Regions from separate parts of the Canis lupus genome. Here region 1 is linked to region 2. A link is a contact called in public Hi-C data. All regions are on one chromosome and are shown on one strand. Each heading gives the region's core, a stretch centred on a gene start, on an enhancer-like site or on the middle of the called end of the contact. The rest is flanking DNA. Distances are from core to core; before and after follow the strand shown.

What was found. A called contact is a pair of places that touch in the nucleus more often than the background predicts.
Region 1: a contact with region 2 is called in a Hi-C map of blood, with 4 times the contacts expected there. The contact joins the promoter of PCGF6 here to the promoter of CNNM2 in region 2. A contact is called at or near these places in 3 of 9 Hi-C or Micro-C datasets (amygdala and blood).

Annotation. Positions count from the first base shown.
Region 1 is chr28:15,922,277-15,927,694 of UU_Cfam_GSD_1.0, reverse strand. It overlaps PCGF6 (polycomb group RING finger protein 6), which reads left to right and starts at 2,851. Exons shown (of 10, transcript XM_038578684.1): 1 at 2,851-3,269; 2 at 4,125-4,224; 3 at 4,318-4,414; 4 at 5,181-5,236; 5 at 5,337-5,396. The coding sequence starts at 2,913. LOC111093007 (a long non-coding RNA gene) reads left to right here. Exons shown (of 3, transcript XR_005380532.1): 3 at 654-798.
Region 2 is chr28:15,555,258-15,560,894 of UU_Cfam_GSD_1.0, reverse strand. It overlaps CNNM2 (metal transporter CNNM2), which reads right to left and starts at 3,961. Exons shown (of 7, transcript XM_038578664.1): 1 at 2,135-3,961. The coding sequence starts at 3,755.

The sequences.
Region 1 (5,418 bases), core at 1,602-4,101, 370 kb before region 2:
TATGAAATCTGTAGGGCAGGGATGCCTGGGTGGCTCAGCGGTTTAGCGCCACCTTCAGGCCGGGGCCTGATCTTGGGGACCTGGGATCGAGTCCCACATCGGGCTCCCTGCATGGAGCCTGCTTCACCCTCTGTCGGTGTCTCTGCCTCTCTCTCTCTCTCTCTCTCTCTCTCTCTGTGTCTCTCATGAGTAAATAAATAAAATCTTAAAAAAAAAAAGTCAACCGATTGCAGCTGTTAATTATATCTACAAATACCTTCACAGCAATACCTAGGTTAAGTGTTTGAATCACTGTGCACTATAGCCTAGCCAAGATGACACATAAAACTACCTTTTGCGGGATCCCTGGGTGGCGCAGCGGTTTGGCGCCTGCCTTTGGCCCAGGGCGCGATCCTGGACACCCGGGATCGAGTCCCACGTCGGGCTCCCGGTGCATGGAGCCTGCTTCTCCCTCTGCCTGTGTCTCTGCGCCTCTCTCTCTCTCTCTCTCTGTGTAACTATCATAAATAAATAAAAATTAAAAAAAAATGTTTAAAAAAAAAAAATAAAACTACCTTTTGCACCAGAGGATTGACAAAACCTGAAGATATTTCTGTTTACCAATTAAACAGACACAACCCAGTGATAATAATGCAAGTTCATAATTCATTTAGCTTGCCGGCTTTGAAAATATGCAATTCTTGGGACGCCTGGGTGACTCAGCAGTTGGGCATCTGCCTTGGGCTCAGACCATGATCCTGGACTTCCAGGATGGAGTCCCGCATCAGGCTTCCTCCAGGGAGCCTGCTTCTTCTGCCTATGTCCCTGCCTCTCTCTCTGTGTCTCTCATGAATAAATAAATAAAATCTTAAAAAAAAAAAATGCAATCCTTGATTGTATTTTTTAAAATTTAGGGATGCTCAATATTTGACGCTATCACACTATACATCAAATAAAACGTTATTATTTTCATATCATACTATTTCAAAATTTAATAATTAAAGCTCATGATACAAGTAATTCTTTTTTATCAAGTAGCTCTTACAATGCTGAGAGCTTAGAAGCTGTGCTTTTATCTAATGTAATCATGTGAAAGGTCTTAACAGTTTTAGGGCCCGGTAAGGAGAGTATCTCAGGTGTCTGTCTCTTTCAATCTCTCTCTTCAGTGTCCTCTTTGAATATCCTAGGTCTAGTTCCCATTCCCCTCCCTTGAGGCTCTCTATTCCTCCATGTGGGAGGAGACATTTCCTTTCTTCACTTTTTGGATCTTGCAAATTTAAGTATCTTAGGTTTGACCAGACTTTGGGGACTGCGGAGGGAGAGGTAGAGCCTAGTCCAGGAGCAACGGGGCACATCAAATCTGGTTCAGTCTTCCCCAAACAAGCATAGTGACTTGACTTCCTCACCATTCCCTAAGAAGTATATATATACTACTCCCAAGTTAGCTTTAATATTTTTATTTTTATTTTTTAAGATTATTTTATTTATTTATGAGAGACAGAGAGAGGGGCAAAGACACAGACAGAGGGAGAAGCAGGCTCCCTGTATGGAGCCAATGTGGGAATCGATCCCAGAACTCCGGGATCACACCGTGAGCCAAAGGCAAATGTTCAACCACTGAGCCACCCAGGAATCCCTAGCATTAATTTTTTTTTTTTTTTTTTTTTAAGATTTTTTATTTGAGGGCAGCCCCGGTGGCGCAGCGGTTTAGCGCCGCCTGCAGCCTGGGGTGTGATCCTGGAGACCCGGGATCGAGTCCCACGTCGGGCTTCCTGCATGGAGCCTGCTTCTCTCTCTGCCTGTGTCTCTGCCTCTCTTTCGCTCTCTCTTAATAAATAAATCTTTAAAAAAAAAAAAAGATTTTTTTATTTGAGAGAGAGCGCGTGAGCTGGGGGAGAGGCAGAAGCAGGCTCCCCACTGAGCTGGGAGACTGATTCAGGCCTCCTATCCCAGGATCCTGGGATTATCACCTGTGTGGAAGGCAGAGGCGCTTAGTTCGCTGAGCCACCCAGGCATCCTCCAAATTAGCATTAATTTTACTCAGCGAACACACATTGTCTTTCAAATGTGATTTTTCCCTCAGCATTATTTTGTAAAGTAGCATTTGACTCCTTTCTGAATGTGGCTTGCAAGCTTCTTGACATTAGCTGGCTCTCTGTTCGTCAGCAAGAATAAAATACACCAACCCCAAATATCTTTCCTAAAAAAAAATTGGAGTTGGGGGTGGACGTTTGTGAATAGGTCTGTTTCTGCTACAGCAGACTTCCAGTTATGTGGACTTTCCTCTATGTGATGAGGACCCGTGGATGGTCTTCGAATGGCAATTAAATTTCCATCCTGTGGCAATACAAGATTTAATTCCTCCAAATAAATAAACGTACGTATTTCAAAATAGACGTCATACTTCCTAAGGGAAATAATCTTGGATGAAAGAAATGCACAATCGCTACTCAAATTTAAATTATTGTTCATAATACGACATCATTATATTACCTATTTCAGTGTTCTGCGCATCAATTGATGCAGACAGAATACTGCTGTTTGGAACGGTACCAATCTTGTCATTTTTAAAAGAGAGTAAAGGGTGTCGGGTTCGCTAAGCCGGTAGAGCCCGAGACTCTGATCTCAGGTTTGTAAGTTCGAGCCCCAGTTTGGGTACAGAGATTACTTAAAAAAAAAAAAAAAAAAAAAAAAGGAAATAAAGAGACGGTCAGCCTTGGGTGAGATTCTTCCAAACGCGACCCGCAAGCCCCGCCCTCCGTGCAGAGCAGCTCGGCGCACGCCGCCCAGGTCTAGGTGAGGGGCGGTGAACCACATTTCCCAGCGGGCCCTGCAGGTCTCCCGCGCCTGCGCACTGGCAGCCCAGGCAGGTAGGCAGAACTCCCGCGCTACCCAGCCGCCGGGGTTCGTCTCCCCGGGTCTCTGCCCCCCGCATGGAGAGGGTCTCGGTGGCCGCCGGCAGCGCGGGCGTCGGCAAGGCCGAGGGCGCTGGAGCCATGCCGCCCCCGCCTGCCGTCTCCCCGCCTGCTCTCACCCCGGCACCCGCAGCGGGTGAGGAGGGCCCGCCGCCCTTGCCCGAGGCGGGGGCTCCAGGCTGCTCGGGCTCCCGGCCCCCGGAGTTGGAGCCGGAGCGCAGCCTGGGCCGCCTGAGGGGCCGCTTCGAGGACGAGGACGACGAGTTGGAAGAAGATGAGGAGCTGGAGGAAGAGGAGGAGGAGGAGGAGGAAGAGATGAGCCACTTCTCGCTGAGGCTGGAGGGGGGTCGGCCGGACTCCGAGGACGAGGAGGAGGTATTGGTAGCGGGGCCTGAGGGGCCTGAGGGGCCTGAGGAGCCTGAGGGGCCTGAGGAGCCTGAGGGGCCTGAGGGGCCTGAGGGGCCTGAGGGGCCTGAGGGGCCTGAGGGGCCCGGGCAGCCCTCCCCTCTCGGCGCCGGGCCGCGTCGGCAGCTCGCCCCTGCAGCCCCGGGCGCTCGGCGGCCACCTCACCCCTCCCTCTCAACCTGCCCAGGCATGTGGCGCCGCCGCTCCGCGCCCGATTCCCTGCCGACCACTGAGGCTCCCCGAGTCCCGCTCGGTTCCTCTGTAAATAATCATTCAGTCATGCCAGGCGGGTGGGCGCCAGCGGTGTAGGGCGCCTGCCTTGCGAGAGCTCACAGTCGGACAGGAAAACCAGTCCATTTCTGACGGAGGCTGAGAGGGTGGTAAAACCCTTCCCCGTCTCCTCAGCCTCTTGTTGGGAAGGGTTTTTTTGTTTCGTTGGTTGGTTGGTTGGTTGGTTGGTTTTTTTAATGTGGGAGCGCATATTTTACCAAGCTGGGCAACACCTAGCCGCTCAGAATCGATACATTGAGCGTAAACATGAGTATCTGGAAAGTTTGCCCATTTTGTAAGTAATTGGTGAAGGGAGACGCCCCTCATCAGGCAATACACGATATGTCCGAAAGAATGAAATCTTTTTTTGAAACACTGGTTTATATTGTGTTATTGTAACTTTCGGCAGGATTTTGAAAGGTTGGAGGTACTGTAACATGTTTCCGTGTTGCAAAGCAAGACACATTGTTCATAATGAAATATGGGGATTATGGCTTTAAGAATTTGAGAAGGCAGGGACTTGCGTTTTTAAAACTATTTCCATTGCATTTGCAGCGCCTGATTAATCTCTCTGAGCTGACACCATACATCTTGTGTTCCATTTGCAAAGGTTACTTAATAGACGCAACTACCATTACGGAATGTCTTCATACGTGTAAGCATATAGTTCATATTTCGAATAAATACATTCATTCAGTTTTTGAAATGGGTTTAAAGCATCCTAATTTAAACATTTTCTTTTCAACAGTTTGTAAAAGCTGCATTGTAAGACATTTTTACTATAGCAACAGATGTCCAAAATGCAACATAGTAGTACATCAGACACAACCTCTTTATAACATAAGGTAAGAGAAATATATAACCAGAAATTGTATTTTTAAATACACTTTTTCTGGAAGCTTCTAGTTGTGTAGTTGGGAATAAATTCTTGACCTGTTTCAAAAAGGGAACTACATATTCTCTAAAATACATACAGAACACTTACTGTGTACCAGGCACTGTGATAGCTGCTGGGAACAAAAAAATAAAAAAGCACAGGCCTCTCTTTTTGAGGATTTTAATTCCATCAGTCAAGTTAATGAGGCTAGTTTAGGCTTGTCGTTTTGGGGATATTTAGAACTCTGCTTTTTAAAACTAATGCCTGAAACGACTGGCCTCTTTAGAAAAACCTGTTTGTCATAGGTCATTGTGGTTTTTTTTTTTTCCCTTCAAATTTTCAGTTCATACTCCGTTTCCCAAGGGCAGAAACATACTAAATAAAAGTGGATTGCTTTCATTTGTTCAGCGTATACTATTACACTTTTATTACCTTTATAGAAGAATGCTTTGCAGATGATGCACAAAAGTTCAAAATACAGTCTCTGCAAGGGAATAAGACCAGTACACGTGGAACAGTTTAGCAAACCATTCAAGAATCTATGATTACATACAATTAATTACTTGAGGTTATCTCAGGTGAGAACCAGTGCTACCTAAAAGTAATTCACCTCTGAAAAAGGAGTTATCCACTCCCAAGACAAAACAGTTGCAAAGAGCATCATTCATTCTCACTCTGTACCAAAATGCATTTTGCTGAATTCTGAGGTATTCTCCATCCTTTCCTTTTATTAGGTTGGATCGACAATTACAAGACATAGTGTACAAATTAGTGATCAATCTAGAGGAAAGTAAGTTTGTTTTATTACATAGTTTTGAATCCCAGCATCTCTGCTAACTCTCCTAGTTACATTTTAAGTGTAATTTAGTCTGTGTTTTATCATTTTTTAGGAGAAAAAAAGCAAATGCATGATTTCTATAAAGAAAGAGGTCTAGAAGTACCTAAACCTGGTAAGTTTGGGTGTATATCATA
Region 2 (5,637 bases), core at 2,712-5,211:
AACTTGAGTGTACCTTAACCTTTACTATCTTCTTAACCAAACACATCACTCTGGTTAAGGACAGAAATAAAGTCCTGCCTGTGAATTACTATTTTTCAAAAATTCATGGGAAAATACTAGTAATTCGGTTATCTAAAGGTAATGTGAGAGGTAATATTGAGGAGAAAAGGTTCCTCCTGAAAATAAACCACAGAAAATACACAGGAATATTGTTCAAGAACAACCAGAAACAAGTTTCAAAATAATGCAAATTTTGAAGTTTTGAGATAGGGGCAGGATTAATGACTTGTAGGTGAAGAGTTAAATTCTCCAAGAAAAAAAGATATAGAAATGAAAGCCTTCTTTCAGCAGGGAGGGCACACTAGTGTTTCAATCCATCAGTAGATATGCAAAAATTCTGAATAAAAAATCATGGAATAAATTATCCGTCTCAATATTGCAAAACCTTGCAATAGAAAGAAAACAATGTATTTCAAAGGCATTTTCAAGCATCCCAAGGTATCTTTCTGTACTAGAAATATTATTGCAAAATGAGAGAAGAGATTGGTCAGATGCTCTAATTAACAACTTAGCAGTGAAAGGATAATGACACCCCCAAAAGAAGCTCTGTCACCTAGAGATAATGGATATTTTCTTTTTACTGTTTAAGAATCCAGAAGAATCTCCTTCTGCTTTTAAATGCAAATTACCAATCTCTGAAGCACATTCTGCTCTATTCCTTTATCTGAAAATTACTGCAATGTGATCCTGTTCCAGAGAGGACACCATTCAGCCAGGAGAATGGAATTAGGGCAACCACACACTCTGTGGGGATGTTCAGATCGCCACGTCCAGTGAGCTGTCACCACTTACACACACAGCCTTTTTCAGTGGAGAGACCACTATGAGTGCTCAAAATTCTATCTGAAGAAGGAAAACTTAGTTTTGAAGACTATCAGGTCATTAAAGGTCACATACATATTTTAATACCTACACTAGCACCACAGCAATTAAACAGCTCGGCCGCCCATGGTTTTCAAATAGCAACACTAACTATTTACTGGAAACTTTTTTTAAAGACAGAATTTCAGTTAATAATAGCATGAGTTGCTATTTGCCTGTTCATTACACGGTAAAACAAACAAAAAATAACCACCATGCGGGGAAAGGTGAGCACATCAGACTCTGCAGGTAGCTTCCCTATTAAAACTCCCCAGAACATTGAGAACTGACTTGAAGACACACTTCAACTTAACATACCAAGCGATCAAGGTCAAGAAGAACACTTATAAACCAGAAAAACTCTAGCGATAAATAAACCACAATAGAGGGCGTCATCCCATTGTTAAATGTTCAAGATTTCTGCCAAAATCACACTTGGTTTGGGAAATTTATTTGTCAAGTAAATATAAACAAATAGTGAAGAAAGCTAGACAAGATAGCCTAATAAAAGGTTAACTCACCTCTAGTCTTTCCAAGTTATATATTAATAACTCTACTTTGAAAAAAAACAAAACAAAACAAAACCCTCTTTTCTAGCTAAGGCAAGTCACACCCAAATGCATAAATCTTTTTGGTGATATTGGCTTAACCCATCCTCTATCCTCAAAAGGCAGAGCCCAATCTGCCCCACAGGTGGCCTGACAACCAGGAACAGAGCTACCGAAAATGCACTTCCAATCTCTGAAATGTCAGTGAATGGTTAAGGAGGAAGAAGAGGATTGTACTGAGTTTAGAGAAACTATCTCAATGTTTTTCCAAACGCCTGAGATTAGTACATGTCAACCAGATGGCACAGCATGGCATTAGCTGGCCCCGACTTGCACCTTACCCACTCAGAACTGGGGCAATGGTATGCAGCAGACCCCTCAGGACCAGAGGGCCAGCAGTATCATGCACAGAAAATAGAAAGCCTGCTTTTTGAAATGCGAAAAAGCGAGTGACGTTAGTCTCGTGCTTTTAGAAAACCTAGAAGCGCCTTCTAGTTCAATCCATCCCCCAAATCCATGCCACCCTTTCAACTTTGCAATTAAGAGACAGGAGAAATTCCGGTCAACTCGCCTTGGGGGGTTGATCTGAGGGTAGAGGGCTCAAGTAGGGAGGAGGATGGAGAGAGAGAGAGAGCAAGCCAATGAAAGATACCAAAATTTCCCACCTTTCTTAAATTCTTCCAGCATAGCGTCCAACTTGGTGTCATTGAAAACAAAGTGCAAGGGGTGGTTATAAAATTTAGTGATGGTTTTCAGGGGAGTACAGTCATCTGGATCCACGAAGGCCAAGTCTTTGACAAAGAGAAGGTCCACGATGTTGGAGCGCTCCCCCTCAAATACCGGAATACGGGTGTAGCCGCTCTCCATGATCTCCGACATGGTGTTGAAGTCCAGAATGGCTTCGCCCGTGATCATGAAGCAGTCCCGGAGCGGAGTCATCACGTCCTCCACTGTCTTGGTGCGGAGCTCCAGCGCTCCTTGGATGATGTTCAGCTCCTCCTTAACGAGGTCGTTGTAGGGGTCGGTGACCCGGAGCATCTCCAGCAGTTTTTCCCGGTTATAGACAGTGCCTATCTCCTGGCCCAGGACGCAGTCCAGCAGCTTGCTCACCGGGTAAGAAGCGGGGAAGGTCATCATCATGAAAAACTTGGTGAGGAAGATGGTGTTGGCCCCGACAGCCAGGCCGTGACGGGAGCAGATGGCCTGGGGCACGATTTCCCCGAAGATGACGATGCCGATGGTGGAGACCACCACCGCCACGAGGCCTGAGCCGGCGATGTCGTCGAGCAGGATGGTGAGCGTGGTGTTGACCAGCACGTTGCCCAGCAGCAGCGAACACAGCAGGTAGTTGCCCTGCCTGCGCACCGGCTCGATGCGTTTGGCGTAATTCTTCTCCTTCTCGGTGCCGCAGTTCTGCACGATGCGCAGCTCCATCGGGTCCAGGGCCATCAGCCCCAGGTTGAGGCCGCTGAACATGCCCGACAGGCACAGGAGCAGCGAAATGAAGATCACCTGCAGCCAGAAGGGCAGCAGGAACTTCTTCTCCTCGCCCACGATCATCTTGGTGTCCTCGCCGTCGTGGTAAATCCAGGTGGTCTCGGCCCACGGGGGCGGCGGGAGCCCGGCCACTCCCGAGCCGCCCTTGCCCCCGACGGCGCCGCCCGCGGACCCCGGGCCGCCGGCGCCCAGGGCGGGCGTGGAGAGCGATGTGCACAGGTAATAGGACTTGCTTTTCTCCATCTTGCGCAGCGGTTTGATCTCGATCTCAATGATGCCCGATGTGCGGCGGTTGAGAATGATGTGGGGCAAGATGATGATATCGGAGGTGCGGATGCCGCAGCGCTGGGGGCCGCTGTCCGGCTCGGGCGGCGCGGGGCCCCCCAGCCCGCGCTCGCCCGGGCTGTGAGGCCGCCGCTCGTGCTCGGTGAAGGCGATGCGGGACCACGTCTCGTTGTTGATGTTCTGCCCGTACACCCGCAGCTTGACCCGGGTCCGCTCGCTCACCCGCAGCGCCCCCCCTTCCATGAAAGACACGTCGTTCGTGTCCTCCAGCCGCAACCCGATGATCACCGTCTCCTCGTTCTCGCCCGCTGCTGCGCAGCCGCCCGCGCCGCAGCAGCAGCTCAGCAGTAGCAGCGGCAGCAGCCGCCCCGCCGCCGCCTGCAGGACCCCCCGGCCGCGGGCGCTGAGGCTGCGGCGCGCCGCCATCTTCCAAGTGGGCAGTGCGGCGGCTGCCTGCCCGCCCGCCATCTTTACTTCGGGTTCACAAGCGCCACAGCCAATCATAGGGTGGCTGCTCCAGCTGCGGCTTCATCCTTCCCACCCGGCGGCGCGAGCGCAGCCACCGGCCCCTGGGCGAGACTGCAGCGGAGCGTCCGCACACACGGTCCGGCGGTCCGGCTCCCTGACTGACACTGACCCGGCCTCTGCCAGCTGAGGAACCTGGAGACTCGCGGGAGGGGGAAAAGGGAGGGTGAAGCGCCAGCCGCTCCCGCGAGAGGCAGGCGGACCAGCCAATCACGCGCGGGTGCCCGCCCTCCCAGCCAGGGGGCTGGAATGGGGGCGTGGTCACGAGCGGAGCCGCGGGCCAATGGCAAGGCAGGTGGGTGGGGCGATGAAAGCCACCGTCCCCCTCGGCACGCCAAGTTTCCTACTGAAAGGCGCGTGACTCTTGTGTATGTGCGAGGGGAGGAGGTGTGGCCAGCTGGGGCCCGAGAGCCACTCACGGACGAGAGCTGTACGAGAGGGGGCGGGGCCTGCAGTCGGGCTACCAATGAGAGGGGGCCGTCTGCGGGCCTGGTGCTCCCCGAGGGGCCTCGGTAGTAGCTCCCCGCGCCTGGGTAGGCAGTGCTGGGCTAATGTCCTGGGGCCCTGGACGGTCGGTTTTCGCGGCACCGCGTTGCCGGCTGCCGCAGTGCTCAATGTTCCTGCGACGGAGGCTGCCCCAGGAACCCGGGAAGCCGACTGGGGAGGGCTCAAGCAGCGCGTTTGCCTGAAAGGCCGGGACACCTGCTGCGCCACCCTCCTCTACCCGTCGGCGCCGCTCCGCCCGGGATTAGCGGCGACTGGGTGGCCCCACACCTAGCGACCTGCCTCTTCTGGAGCTTCTCACTTCTCCCAACGGGATGCTCTCACGCCGCAGCTTGCGGTCGCGTGGCGCCACCTGCCGGTTACGTTGGCACCCTGCAATGCTTTCCAGGTCTGCAAACCCCAAAAGCTTTGCGGGAGAGGTGAGAAGGTTACAGTGAAGCAGTTTCCCCACCTTCCAAGTCAGGAATCCCCTCACTATACCACAAAGCTATAGTCATCAAAACAATACGGTATTGGCATGAAAAAGGCATACGGATCAATGCGATGGAACAGAGAGCCCAGAAGTAGACCCATACATATATGGTTAATTTAGGAAAAGGAGCCAAGAGGAAAGGACAGTCTCTTCAATGAATGGTGTTGGGAAGACTGAACAGTTACATACAAATGAATGAAACTAAATGCCATCTTACACCACGTATAAAAATTGACTCAAAATGAATTAAAGACTTGAATCTAAGATCTGAAACCATGAAATTCTGACAAGAAAAGGTAGCAAGCTCTCTGACATTGGTTTTAGTGATTTTTTTTTAAATTGTGGATCTGACTCCAAAGGCAAGGTAAACAAAAGCGAAAATAAACAAATGAGACTACAACAAACTAAAAACTTGAAGGAAACCAACAAAACAAGAAGACAACTTGTTCAATGGAAGAAAATACTTGCAAATCACATATCTTATAAGGGTTTAGTACCCAAAACATAAAAAGAACTTGCACAACACAGCAACAACAACAAAAAAAGCAATTTAAAAATGGCCAGAAGGGGCAGCCCCAGTAGCTCAGCGGTTTAGCGCCGCCTTCAGCCCAGGGTGTGATCCTGGAAACCAAGGATCGAGTCCCACGTTGGGCTCCCCTGCGTGGAACCTGCTTCTCTCTCTGTCTGTCTCTGCCTCTCTCTGTGTGTGTCTCTCATGAATATATAAATAAAATCGTTTTTAAAAATAAATAAAAATGGCCAGAGGGTCTGAATAAACATTTTTCCCAGATGTTCAACATCACTCATCATCAGAGGAATGCAAATCAAAACCACAATGAAATATCACTTCATACCTGTTACAATGGCTATTACCAAAAAGACAAG